Regions from separate parts of the Mus musculus genome. Here regions 1 and 3 are each linked to region 2. Evidence: chromatin contacts called from public Micro-C data. All regions are on one chromosome and are shown on one strand. Each heading gives the region's core, a stretch centred on a gene start, on an enhancer-like site or on the middle of the called end of the contact. The rest is flanking DNA. Distances are from core to core; before and after follow the strand shown. Region 1 overlaps Herc6 (hect domain and RLD 6). Region 2 holds the start of Lancl2 (LanC (bacterial lantibiotic synthetase component C)-like 2). Region 3 has its middle 43 kb from the start of Lancl2.

Evidence for each region. A called contact is a pair of places that touch in the nucleus more often than the background predicts.
Region 1: a Micro-C map of granulosa cells shows a contact between it and region 2, with 2.1 times the contacts expected there. The contact joins the enhancer-like site here to the promoter of Lancl2 in region 2. A contact is called at or near these places in 3 of 39 promoter capture datasets (liver and macrophages), 2 of 484 Hi-C or Micro-C datasets (granulosa cells and neural progenitor cells), 1 of 115 datasets of contacts at active chromatin or transcription factors (the SCID.adh cell line) and 1 of 9 other capture datasets (adipose tissue).
Region 3: a contact with region 2 is called in a Micro-C map of the G1E-ER4 cell line, with 2.2 times the contacts expected there. The contact joins the enhancer-like site here to the promoter of Lancl2 in region 2. A contact is called at or near these places in 1 of 39 promoter capture datasets (macrophages), 1 of 15 datasets of contacts at CTCF or cohesin (the NIH/3T3 cell line), 7 of 484 Hi-C or Micro-C datasets (the G1E-ER4 cell line, the HPC-7 cell line, LSK cells and 3 more), 2 of 115 datasets of contacts at active chromatin or transcription factors (the SCID.adh cell line and intestinal villus epithelium) and 3 of 9 other capture datasets (adipose tissue, macrophages and pancreatic islet).

What each region holds. Positions count from the first base shown.
Region 1 is chr6:57,639,811-57,644,062 of GRCm38.p6, forward strand. The region is part of intron 13 of Herc6 (hect domain and RLD 6); the gene reads left to right. Among named protein-coding and RNA genes, the nearest start is that of Pyurf, 50 kb to the right of the region's middle. Within about 2 kb of position 2,156, at least 82 of the 459 cell types and tissues checked have an H3K27ac peak or open chromatin away from gene starts, as enhancers often do. A contact at or near this core is called in the SCID.adh cell line and granulosa cells, where this site is marked.
Region 2 is chr6:57,700,137-57,704,857 of GRCm38.p6, forward strand. It overlaps Lancl2 (LanC (bacterial lantibiotic synthetase component C)-like 2), which reads left to right and starts at 2,319. Exons shown (of 9, transcript NM_133737.2): 1 at 2,319-3,127. The coding sequence starts at 2,924.
Region 3 is chr6:57,743,328-57,747,510 of GRCm38.p6, forward strand. No RefSeq gene overlaps it. Among named protein-coding and RNA genes, the nearest start is that of Lancl2, 43 kb to the left of the region's middle. Within about 2 kb of position 2,579, at least 38 of the 459 cell types and tissues checked have an H3K27ac peak or open chromatin away from gene starts, as enhancers often do. A contact at or near this core is called in the G1E-ER4 cell line and the HPC-7 cell line, where this site is marked.

The sequences.
Region 1 (4,252 bases), core at 906-3,405, 60 kb before region 2:
CCTAAAAATTGTGATTTGGGTCAGTCTAAGAAAGCTAGCTGTAGCATTTATTGTCCAGTCTTTGCATGCTGGGAAAATTCAGGGCTTAACTGAAGTCCTGACTGGAACAGTCTTTGATGCTCACCAACTGGGCCAGTAGCTTACTTTGAATCTGTCCTGGATACACAGTTTTAAGGAAACAGCATTGAGGCAGCCTGAGGTAGGATCAGGCAGGATGTGGGGATAAATATATCTCAATGTCTCAGCATCTTTTTTGTCATCCTTAAGGTAATTGTCTCAGGGCTGCTTGTCTGGTTGTTTTTTTCTGTGAATATGTAAGCGTTGAGGGGTAATACACATTTTTCTATTTACACATGCATGGGATGTGCAGTGTTTACCATCCAGCCTCAGATGAGTCTCGGCTCTCTGTCCTTCTTTATAAGTTAGTTTGGATTGTTTAACCAAACTATAATATGAATTATATCTAAGCCATTTGAAAGGATGGTATCAGAATTCTTGAGGAATCTATAGCCAAAATGATTTATTGGATACACATAGCTGAAGTTTTGGCACAAAACACTGTCATGTCTCAGCCAGTCTCAGAACTGTCCCTATGTAGAAGGGTCAGTGAAACAAGTTACCTGTTTAGTTGGTTTTCGTAGTGTTTGTTTGTTTGGTTGGTTTTTTTTTTTTTTTTTTTTTTTTTCCCTATCTGTAGCCAGAATCTTCAGGGGTCTGAAGTCACATCTGTCAGATCTGATTTTTATCAGTTTGGAAGGAATGCATAGCTTTTCTATTCCTGTAGAGAGAAACACAAAATTTCTCCCCCAAAGAATCACATTTCCTTCCTTCCATTCTTAGGTTAGGACATCCTTAATATAAGCAGTCTGGTTTAGTTCAGCAGTTTTTCCATAAGTCAATGTATTTTAGCAGTTATGCTATCTATCTCATTGAAGAAACAGCATTGAGGCAGTCTGAGGTAGGATCAGGCAGGGTGCTGGAATAAATACATCTCAGTGTCTCAGCATTCTTTAAAATCACACACACACACACACCACCACCACATTTAAGACTTGAAATATTGATGTCAACAAAATATTAAATATTAAACTCTCTTTGGGAGATTCTGTATCGCCCTTTTGTTCTATGAACATTATCTTTAAAGCTCTGTTAGATCGCTGCACAGTTACTTGTGTGGTATGATTGTAAGGTATGCCTATAACAGGCTTTATGTCATAATGTCTAAAAAATTGTTGTATTCTAATATATGATACCCGAGCATAAATAGCTTCAGTCTGCAAATGCTTCTCTAAGGTAGCCACCATCTAAAATAAATATGCAATCTCAGACTCAGCCTTTCTAGAACTTAAGGCGGAAAACCATTAGGATTTGAAATATGCATCAATTGTGTGATGTATTATCACATATGTATATTTTCAATTTTCAAAATCTGCAAAATTATATACATAAGCTATTGCATGTTATTGCTCCCAGGTAACTTCATTAAGCATTGTATTGCTATGAGTTGCCATTATAATTCCCCCAAGCATTTATGAATTTCCATTTCATCTGGAACTTCTTTTTTTTTGTTGTTGTTTTTGTTATTGTAGGATCCAGATTGGATTCTTTTGAAGGTTCTTTACTCCGATTTAAAGAATCCTCTAACCTCTGTTCTATGGCCGTGAACCTAGCATTCTGTCTTTCAGTTCTCTCCTTACCTAGGTCTGTTTTATTCTGATCTTTCTTAGAGAGGATCTATAAAATTGTAATTGTTACAGAAAAAAAAAAACATTTAAATGCTGATAAACAAGACAAAGTCATATGCAATCCAGATGCATTGAGTCATTGTGCTTCTCCGCATTTTCAACACAGAAAATATTTTTCTTTTCAAACTCTAATTCTTTACTTCCTTCAGAGACTTTCTCCCTGTATTCTTTCTATATTCATTTTTTCCCCTTTAGCACTTAAACACATTTTCGAGCATATTATACCTGTTTAGAGCTTTGCGTCTGGGCTTGGATTTTTTTTTTCTTTCTGCCTGTTGCTTTTGGCGCTTCTCAGCTAGTACCTTGTGTTGCCAGTTTAGCATCTGGCAGTTTGAGTTGATTCTGACCCATGAGGGCTGGTGTCTGTAGCAGGCTCCCTTTGTGGGTTTGGCCTGGAGCCAATGTTTGCCCTCTGACTTCTGGGCTGCAGTGTACACTGTCTCTTTTTGGCTCTGAGCCATTACCAAACTGTGCTGCAGTTTCCCTAAGGGCTCCTAGCTCTCTCAAAAAATTTTAGCCTTCTAAATTTCCTCCAGCTAGGAAATCGTGTCCCAGCAACCACACGGTGACTCACAACCATCTGTAATGAGATCATCTAGTGTGTCTGAAAACAGCTACAGTGTACTTAAATATAATAAATAAATAAATAAATAAATAAATCATTAAAAATACACTTTAAAAAAAATCTAACCTTTCCCTTATAGCTTAATTTACTGCTTAATAAACTACATCTCTCCTTGGTGACTTTTAGTATTGTTTAGATAATCAGATGCTCTAAATTTATTTAATTTTGTAAATGAACAATGAAGATGTTTAATTACTTATTAGTTTACTGAATACTCATTCTTTACTTGGAAGAAAACTTCTAGTAAGCACATTATAGTTAAAAATATGGAAAAATAAGCAAAGAAATAGGGAAAAAAGAAAACCAGATGCTCACTAGTCAGATGCACCTGTTAATCTACCCTCTACCAACATTAAACTGTCCTACCCAGGGTTAGTGCTGGATCCTATAATTTCTGCATTTGGTAGGAGAGGAAGAAGAACCAGAAGTTTAAGCTCATCCTTAGCTACCTATATATAGGCAGAGATATCGTGTGTGTGTGTGTGTGTGTGTGTGTGTGTGTGTGTGTGTGTGTGTATTTGTGTCTATCTCTGTGTGCCTATCTGTATATGTGTATCTCTGTTTCTATATGTATGTTTATACACACACATATTTCCATTTTGAGGTCAGTCTAAGCTACATGAGATTCTGCCACAAACCTACAAAGCAAAATAGAAAAACTACACACACACACACACACACACACACACACACACACACACGCACGCACACATGCACACACACACACACAATATTGATATGTTGTAGAATAGGCCAAGGATTTTACGAAAGTATGAAATTGCATTCTCATATTCTTCTCAGCTACTTACTACCTGCTATTTTGGTTATGTTCCCATAGTGGGTAATAAACGATATCTTACTGTGATTTTCATTTTCATTTTTCTGTCATCTAATACTTAATAAGTTTGAACAACCTTTTATGTAGTTATTGACTAATATACTTTATTTGAAGATTTTTTTTGCTTATTTTACAATTATTTCATCTTTGTTTTTATTATTGGATTATAATTATATATGCGTGTATATGTGCACATAGTTAGTATATACAGGTTTTTAATATGATACTTTTGCTTTACTCTGTGCATCTATTTCACTTTCTCAGTGGTGTCCTTTGAAGCATGAAAGTATTGTTACTTTTCTCCCTTCTTCCCTCCCTCCTTCCTTCCCTCCTTCCTTGCTTCCCTTCTTCCTTCCTTCTTTCTCTCTCTCCTTTGTAGTGCTGGAGATGCAACCTACAGCCTCACAGATGCTAGGCAAACACTCTGTCACAGAACTAAGCTACGCCCCACACAGCCCTTTTGTTGTTATTTTTGTGTCCGGACCGGGCTTTTGCTATCAAGTTATAGCTGGCCCAGAACACGTGGTCTTCCTGCCTTAGCATCCAAAGTGCTAAGATAGGCATTTTCCTGATGTTCATCTTAGTTTTTAATTTTGGTAAAATATCTCTCTGGCTCTCTGTGTGTGTGTTCCTATCACTGTCTCTGTCTTTCTCTACCAGGGCCTCATGAACCCTTGGCTGTCTCAAGTCCACTATATAACTGAAAATAACCTTGACCCTCTGGTGCGACTCTCTCTGTCTCCCAATAGCTGAGATGACAGGCTTATTTGCCTCTGGGTTTGTATGAGGTGCTGAGAACTGACTCCTGGACTGTGTTCATGCCTGGTACAAACTACTAACTAAACAATGTCCCTCAGCCTTACCTTTTTTTTTTTTCTGAAAGTTAAATCTCTAACCATTTGTCATTACTTTGTAGAAATCTTGCTAGATTTACCCATTAATACTAAATTGTGGTTCCACCTTTGAGTTTCTGTGCATACAATCCTATAATTTAATAATAATACCATTTTTCTTTTATCTTTTTGCATGTAGTACATATAAGTT
Region 2 (4,721 bases), core at 1,069-3,568:
ATTGAGTCCTTTAAATATTGGTGCAAATGCATGCTCTTTTAAAATATTTTGAGAACAAATTGTTTCTGTAGACCTCTGAAATATTCCTGAATGTACTACCCCTTGCTTTCTGGGAAGTAACCTTAGTTGATGCTACTTGGGAGTCTTCTCTATGCCTTGAAGATTGCTATCTGCCCCTAAAGCAAACTCAGAAACAAAATAATTAGAATAGTATGAACTCAGAGGAGGCTGACTTGGTTCAGCAGGACAGGAGACATGACAGCAGATCAGAGCACAGAACTTATACAGAATATTTAGATTTCCTAGAAATATAATATACAAGGTAAAGGGCCATACATATTAAGCCCCTAATAAGAGCTCAGTAACAAAAAGCTAGGATGACTAGGATAATATAACAGCATATATACACAGTATAAGAATGATATACAAGAATGTAAGAAGAGTAAGGCATTAGGATTTATCATTCCTTTAAAGATTGGCTTATACCTGATTGTTGTAATGTTGTAATTAATTTAGAAACAAAAGAATTGTTTTATTAAACAAATTCTTGTAGGATTATAGATACAAATATCACAAAGTTAAATTACAGCTACAACAGTTCCTAAGTCTGACTTCTCAGACTCAGGCTAATTTGCAAGTAATATGATTGACCATTAAAGTTAAAAGTATAGTGCTTAAAGCAGAGTGATTCATCTGGACTGACTCAGATTCTATCTATTTTCTATCTAAGCATCTTGAAACTGCAAAATGCTGCCAGCCTAAGAATGGGTTGCTATATCATGCTTGCTTAAGCTAAAATGATTTGCAGAATTTTAGGAATAGGGATATGGGGTTAATGATTACATCTATTCTACCTGGGCTTAACCTAGAAACCTGGACATAGTAGAAACGTATGGCCAAGACAAAATGGTTATGATCCACATCTGAGAAATCAGGAATGTTTTTGAAACCTTTATATAAATACATTTCTGATTGCTAGTCAGAGTTGCAAACGACCCCCAACTTGCTGTCTGACTCAACCTTCCCCTTGCCCAAGCCTTACATCTTCTTTGGAACCTGTTCATTCCTGGGCTGGGCTCCCATACCCCAGCTATAGTAATAGCATAAATCTACGTGCAATCTGAGGACTTTCTCTGTGAGTAACATAATAGAGGCTGAAACTTAGGCTAGCCAGAGGAAGAACTGTCTCCTAAAGTTTTCACAGTGGGAGGACTTGTCAGACCACCTTGTAGAAGGTATAGAAGCATAGACAGTGATGGGCCAATGCTGAGCCAGACAATATCTGGACCTGGGCTGCTTAGCCAGGCATATAAATCTCTGGTCTACCGTTTAATCCTCAGCGAAAAGGTCAGGATCTACCAACAAGCTCGGTAGGCCGTGTGTGTGTGTGTGTGTGTGTGTGTGTGTGTGTGTGTGTGTGAGAGAGAGAGAGAGAGTGAGCGAGAGAGAGAGAGAGAGAGAGAGAGAGAGTGTCCTTGAGACTGCCTGCTTGTGTTTTTCTCTGGTTCTTTGTCCCTCTTCCCAATGTAGGTGCGTTCAACAAATCTTTCTCTGCTTTTCACCGTTGTCTCTTAATTGGATATTAAGGCTGGTGGCAGAGCTTAGCTAGTTAGGGCTTCCAGGAGATAGAGTCTGACTCTTGTAACTCTGATCTACACTTTCAAGATCATGCACTGGAGGTTTGTGGTTGCGCATATGATAAGCGAGGGACAGGATAAAAACCTAACCCTTTTCCACTTTACTCCACTCTGAGGCCAAAGGCAGGAATGCCTGAAATCCTGGCTGTTTGATATTGTTCCATTATGTCACCTTTGGCATTAGAATAACAATGTACCTTGCTTGGGCTCCGGAAATCACATACACCAGGCTCTTCTCTGATTCCTGATTTTCTTGCCTACTAACCAGATATGTCCAGAGGGCAGAAACATTTTGTCACCAAGTACCAATATTTACTAAATGAAAGGACTGCAATACAATATTTCCTTTTAAATCATTACACAGATTTGGTTCTAGTAAACAGTGCAAAAAAACCCCATAGAACCAATGAAGGCTGTGACTTTATATATTGTGATAATAGAAATGCAAAGATCTATTTGCTTGTATCCTCTTTGCCATCCATGTTATTCTGCTGGCCAATTATGTTAATCTCGTGACCATGGGGTTCTCTGGTCTATAAAATATTTAGCTGATTTAATAATTATTCTTCTATATTATTTATCATTATTAAATATGTGTACTTACTCAAAACAATAAGAATGAAAACAAAACATTAAGAAAACAAAACAAAGGCCTGTGGCTCCTCCTCCAAGCAACCCCCCTCCCAGTGGTGATGAATGGGAGGGACTGTATCCCCCCCCACCCCCTTCGGGAGGCTATCTTTTCACTGTTTTAGGCCGTTTTGAATTTCTTTTCTTTAGAAGAGGTATTTTTAATCAAAGTAGCTACTGTTCCTGTGATTGGCGCACGACCAGGGGCCGAGGACACTGACGGGCGGCAAGGCTGGGCTGGTGAAATGCAGTCCGTTTGGTGATGGAGCATCTGAAGGTGCGCTTTTCCCTGGTCTGCAAATCGCTCACACTTTGAATGAACCCATCTTTACAGGCTTTCCCTACTGGAACGTGAGCTTTCTAGGCGTGCGTTTTCTCTAGAATCTCTCGGAAGGACACGGCCACGGGAGAGGCGAGGGTAACTGGGAGACTGTGCGGCTCGGCGGGCTGGGCCGTCAGGCTGAGAGCTGCTGCTGGGAGGGCGTGACTGGCGAAGGCTGGAGGTTCGGCTTTTTCGCGCTAGCTGCATCCAGATGTGCAAGCCACTGTTCTCCAGGAAGGCTTCGCCGCGGAGCCCCGGCCCAAACGCCTTCCAGGAGGTTTGTCCCTGCCTGCGCGCCGTGCCCTGAGCTCTCAGGCAGGGAAAGCGCGCGGACATGGGCGAGACCATGTCAAAGAGACTCAAGTTCCACCTAGGAGAGGCGGAGATGGAGGAGCGGTCGTTCCCCAATCCCTTCCCAGACTATGAAGCCGCCGCCTCCGCCGCAGGGCTCGCCGCTGGAAGTGCGGAGGAAACCGGCCGTGTCTGCCCTCTCCCCACCACGGAAGACCCGGGCCTCCCTTTCCACCCTAACGGGAAGGTGAGTTGGTTGCCAGGGCCGGGACCAGCGGTTGGGAGGGTGAGGCCACCTCCGCCAATGGTAGCGTCCGGCGGTCACGCCCTGGGTGCGCTGACGTCATCGGCGTACGTCCCGCCCGGTGTAGGTCCTGCCCAAGCAGCCGGGGAAAGGCTGCGGAGCTGTGCTTTCCCCATGATGAGACACTGAAACAGTCTGATGGAGCACTGTGATGGTTCCTGGCAGTAAAATGTGAATTTGATGTTAGTTAGGTAGAGTTTTGTCACACCTGCCTGTGGGCACACCCTTGCTTGGAGAAACGCTAAAGTCACGCCCTCTTAATTTTTTTCCGATTTGTTTTCTTCTTTAACAATTTCATTTTTCATACATGTATTTAATGCGTTCTGGTTGCTTCCACCCCACTGTCTTTCATCTCCTTCCCTCGTCTGTACAGTTACCTCTCCTATGAATTGCTTCCCCCCCCCCCCATCCATTTATGTCTTTGTTTGTTTTATCCCCCTTGGGCTTGACCAGGACTGTCTCTGTGAACTGTCCCTTGGAACCTGGTGGGTTCAGTGGGGTACATACACAACTGAAGACAATGGCTACCCCTCTTCCAGAGTCAGTCTGTTGCTGAGAGTTTGGCATTAAGGATTAGAGTCCCGTGAGCCCCTCCCCATCTGTGACTGACTGTTGGGAGGGCCTGTCCTGTGCACATCCTGCAAAAATAATTATATTTATAGCAATTCTGAGCTCATGGTCACATTGGCTGTATCGTCTAGGATTTTTCCATTCATTTCCCCTATCTTTTGGCTCTTGATTTTTTTTCTTTTTCCTGACCATTCTTCCTCAATGTTCCTAAATCTTAGAGGGTGTAGTTCAAATGGCTTGTTTATGGCCAAACCCTCAGGTGCCAGTTGCAGTGATAAGGATCCTTTGGGTATGTGCCCAAGAGTGCTATAGCTGGGTCTTAAAGTATTATTTATGTTTGAAACAAGAGCCTCACTATGTGTCTATCTCCTAGCTGGCCTAGAACTTACAGATACCTACTTGCCGTTGGCTCCCAAGTGCTGGGATTAAAGTTATACTCCATCATGCTCAGCGCATAAGGTGTTTTTGTTTCTAACTTTTGAGAACCCTTTAGATTGATTTCCAAATCGGCCGCACCAGATTACACTCTCACCAATAGTCTAAAAGAATTCCACTTTCCCCACACCTGTCCTAGCATTTCTTTTTTTTTTTTAATATTTTTATTAGATATTTTCTTCATTTACATTTCAAATGCTATCCCAAAAGTCCCCTATACCCTCCCTCCACCCTGCTCCCCTACCCACTCACTCCCACTTCTTGGCCCTGGCATTCCCCTGTACTGGGGCATATAAAGTTTGCTAGAAGAAGGGGCCTCTCTTCCCAATGATGGCCGACTAGGCCATCTTCTGCTACATATACAGCTAGAGACAGGAGCTCTGGGGGTACTGATTAGTTCATATTGTTGTTCCACCTACAGGGTTGCAGACCCCTTCAGCTCTTGGGTACTTTCTCTAGCTCCTACATTGGGGGCCCTGTGTTCCATCCTATAGATGACTGTGAGCATCCACTTCTGTGTTTGCCAGGCACT
Region 3 (4,183 bases), core at 1,329-3,828, 43 kb after region 2:
TTTACACACAAAACCAGACAGTAAATTGTTGTCCTGTGTTGTGGAGATCCTTCAGCTTTGGAACAGCAGGACTGGCTCTTTTCAGAATCCCAACCATTGGCAGATGATATAGATGTTGAGGCAGGCTAATTCAGAGCCCTGAATCTGGGCTTGAGTGGTAGCTGAGCTGGTCAGCCCGTGACTCTTCCTTATCTGAACCACCAGGGTGAGCTCTCCACCATTGCTTTGGCTAGGCCACTCAAGGCTACCATTGGAAGAATCCAGTGTTTGTTTGTTTGGTTGGTTGGTTGGTTGGTTTTGTTGTTGTTGTTTGTTTGTTTTTGGTTTTTCGAGACAGGGTTTCTCTTTATAGCCCTGACTGTCCTGGAACTCACTTTGTAGACCAGGCTGGCCTTGAACTCAGAAATCTACCTGCCTCTGCCTCCTGAGTGCTGGATTAAAGGCATGAGCCACCACACCCAGCAGGAATCCAGTGTTAGCACTCCTGATCTTATGCACTTGGGGCGGCTCACTCACACCCAGCTTCCCAGAGTCAGCTTTACTATGTTGCCCAGTCAAGGTTCAGGGCCCATACTCCCAAGTACTGCAGCCTGTGAGCGGCTGGGCCAGTTTTCCTACTCTTGAACCCTCAGAGATGGCTCACCTATGCCTTCACCATCAGGGTCAGCTTCACTGTATTTCCCAGGCAAGGCAAAAGGGCCACTCTCCCAAGACCTACAGCCAGAGAGGGAGCTGGGCTAGCTCCCCAACTCTCATGACTCCAGGGGTAGCTCTTCCTACTACTAAAGGTTGTGAGTCAGGGAGGAAGAGGGCATCAGCCCTGCACTCACACCACCTCAGGCAGGTGAGTGGTGGGGCCAACTGTCCCATGCTCTTTCCTCCAGGACTGGATTAGCTATGCCCCTACAACCAAGGTCAGCTGTACTGTGCTGCCCAGGTAAGGAGCAGGGTCAGTTCACCTGACTGCTGCAGCCAGTGAAGGGCAGGATCATCTGTCTTGTTCTCATGACTCCAGGGTCAGCTCTTCCCAACTGTTGTAAGTGGTGAGGGTCAAGTGGGGGCAAGGCATCACCCCCGTACCAATACATCATGGAAGACAAGTGACAGGGCCAGCTATCCTAAGCTCTCATCCGCTACATACTCAAATATTGTGGTGGCTTCCAATGTAGGCTGGATGACATTCTCCACCCATGCTGCTTGGCATAGCAGTAAGAGGGTACCTATTGTTTGTCTGTGCCATGTGCTATGCAGCAGGCCTGTAGATTCCATAGAGGTTTGAAGGTCTCTGCCTTCCCTCTCTTACACTGTGCTTCCTGGACTTGATTTTTATGAGTCCTAGGCATAAGACAGATTTGACCATTGTAGTGGTATGAATAGGGAGCTGCATTCAAGTTCCCACAGACTTCCCCACTCCCACCTCCTCCAAATTGTGATGCTGCTGCATTCGAGCGTTTCTATGTCCATGCACCTCCCAAGTCCACTTCTTTTGGAGGATGTAGAGGTATCAGGAGGTCCAGTGTCCTAAGCCTCCCACATTACCAGATAGTCCTGATTGTTCAGTACCTCAACATCAAACAATGCTGCGGACCCCACCACCACCACCACCATACACACAAACACAGCGTGGCATTTTAGGATGGCTCTCTGGACTTTTAGACTCATACTCTAGTAGCCACCATCAGCATCTCTCATCACTAGAACTTATACTCATTTGGCTCCTCTGTCCACATGGTTGCCATTCCTTGGAGACCACTTGTATTCACAGTAACACTATAATTGTTCGCACTCTCCGGCTTCTATCACTGGCACAATGGGTTGGATCTCCACTGGCACCTTAATTTCAGCTTTTTCTTCTTTCCTGCCTTCTTTTTTTTTCTCTTTTCTTTTTTTAAGCTTCTGAAACACTGAGGGAAATTTTCTGTTGTTTATAAGCTGAATGTACTAGGAAATCAAGATAGGAGCAGTTTTGCAAAGAAATGCCTCTGCAATTAGATAGGAGGGCTGTTTAGACAGGACAACACCTTAGAGTAAAAACAAAGTGACACAGAGGGCAGAATAAAGACTCCTGCCTTACTTAGCTGGATCTCTATGAGTTCAAGACTAACCTGGTCTACAAAATTAGTTCCAGGAGAGCCAGCGCTGTTACTCAGCTAAACCCTGTCTTGAACCAAGAAAAAAGATTCAGGGCTACAGTTATGTGGACAGAGTGGAGGGAGGAGGCAGGCTACTTAGCTATATCTTTTCTGGTGCTAGGAAAAGCATCTGCACGATGGTGATAAGGAAAGAGGCATGGGCTGGAAAGATGACTCAGCTATTAAAGGCTAGGCTCACAACCAAAAATATGAGGAACTGGGGTAACTCTCTCCAGGTCCATCAGGTTCTATTTTGAACATCATCTCCCCATTCATTCAGATGGCAATTATACTAGGCAGCTTTGCATTGCTGTAACAAATAGCAAAGGAAACCAATGTTTGGCTCAGTATTCCAGGTTTCATCTCATGATGATGGGTTGATCTTATTGCTTGGGCCTGTGATGAGGAGCTAAATTATCCAAAGGTTCATAGTGGAACAGAGCTGTTCATCTCATGGCCAAGGATAAAGATAAGGTTCTTTGGGAGCTTAACGGGGAGGTTCCAATATCCACCTCAAAGATGTGCCCCGAACAGTCAGCTCTCACATTAGGTTCTCCCTCTTCAAGTTTCTACCACCCTATATTTCAAACCAGGTGTGGCCCTAGCCTTTAACACATGGGCCTTGGGGGCCATGCACATTAAATTCAAAGTATAGCAGAGAACTAGAGATTGTGGGAAAGCCATAAGAACCCTAAGCTACAAAGATGTTTAATAGAAGCATTGAGTACCTTAAAATCAGGTAACGGTTCCAGAAGCCCGCCTCCCAGAACCATGCCTTGCCACTCAGTGTGCACTTGGTCAGAAGCCAGCTTCTGGTCCACCCGTGTGCCTGGAGCATCTCCAGGTGGAGCCTGTTAATGCTCCCTCAGGTTTCTTCTTTCCTTCAGCATTCTGGCTATGCCCCCTTCCTGTCCCACCTGAGTTCTCATCAGCCTCGTTTTATTTCAGAGATTATTCCACATTTTTGTTTTTGCCATCTTTTGTTTTGACAGCTGTGATGGATATTTTGAAGCTTATTGGAATTTGGAAAGCACAGATGAAAGTGAGCATTAGATTTCCCATCTTTGATTTGGAAACAACCATTTTCCTGGTAGAAGTTGGCCAGAAGGGGTCTTTCCTGCCTAACATAGATGTAATGCAAGGCAGTGAGCCTTTTCGGTCTTGTTTCCTGTCTACCTAAAGGGATTTGAGTGATGTCAGAATTTGCCAAATGTATCCTTGTAATACCCCTAATCAAATAAAACTAGGCAGTCATCAAAACAACTTGCCTTAGTCAGTGTTCTGTTGCTGTGAAGAGACATAATGACCACAGCAACTCATAAAGAAAAATATTGTATTGATGGTTGCTTACAGTTTCAGAGGCTTAGTCCATTACTGTCATGATAGGAAACATGCTGCAGGTAGGCATGTAGACATGGTGTTGGAGAGTGAGCTGAGACTTCTACATCCAGATTATCAGGCAGCAGGAAGAGAATTGAGTCTTTAGTCCTGGCTTGAGCTTCTAAAACCATAAAGCCCACTCCCTCCCAGTGACACAGTTTCTCCAGCATAGCCATACCTCCTAATCCATATCAAGTACCACTCCCTAATGACCAGGCATTTAAATATATGAGCCTGCGGGAGGCATTCTTATACAAACCACAAATTAAGGAGCCTGCAAAATGGGTATCCAGGTAAGACATCTGCTGAAAATCTAAGTTCCTCTCCAAATTCCATGTCAAGATGGAAGGAATGAATCACAAAGTTGTCAGCTGACCTCCACATGTATGGGAGGCACACACAAACACATGCAAACAGACGCTCAAATTTGAAAATTTAATACATTAAAAACATGGCCAGTTACTCACTGCAGACTAAAAGACTTAAATAAAAAGGTCCTAAGGGCGAGTAGGATCTAGAACTCTTTTCAAGTAACTAACAGCACAGCACTAGCTATAATGTAAGGAAATAGGGCCACAAGCAGAGTGCCAAGGAATAAGTTCTTGTTAAGGATAGAGGCAGATCCTTTCCAGATGAAGTGATATATTTTAGAAATTCCATATTGAATGATA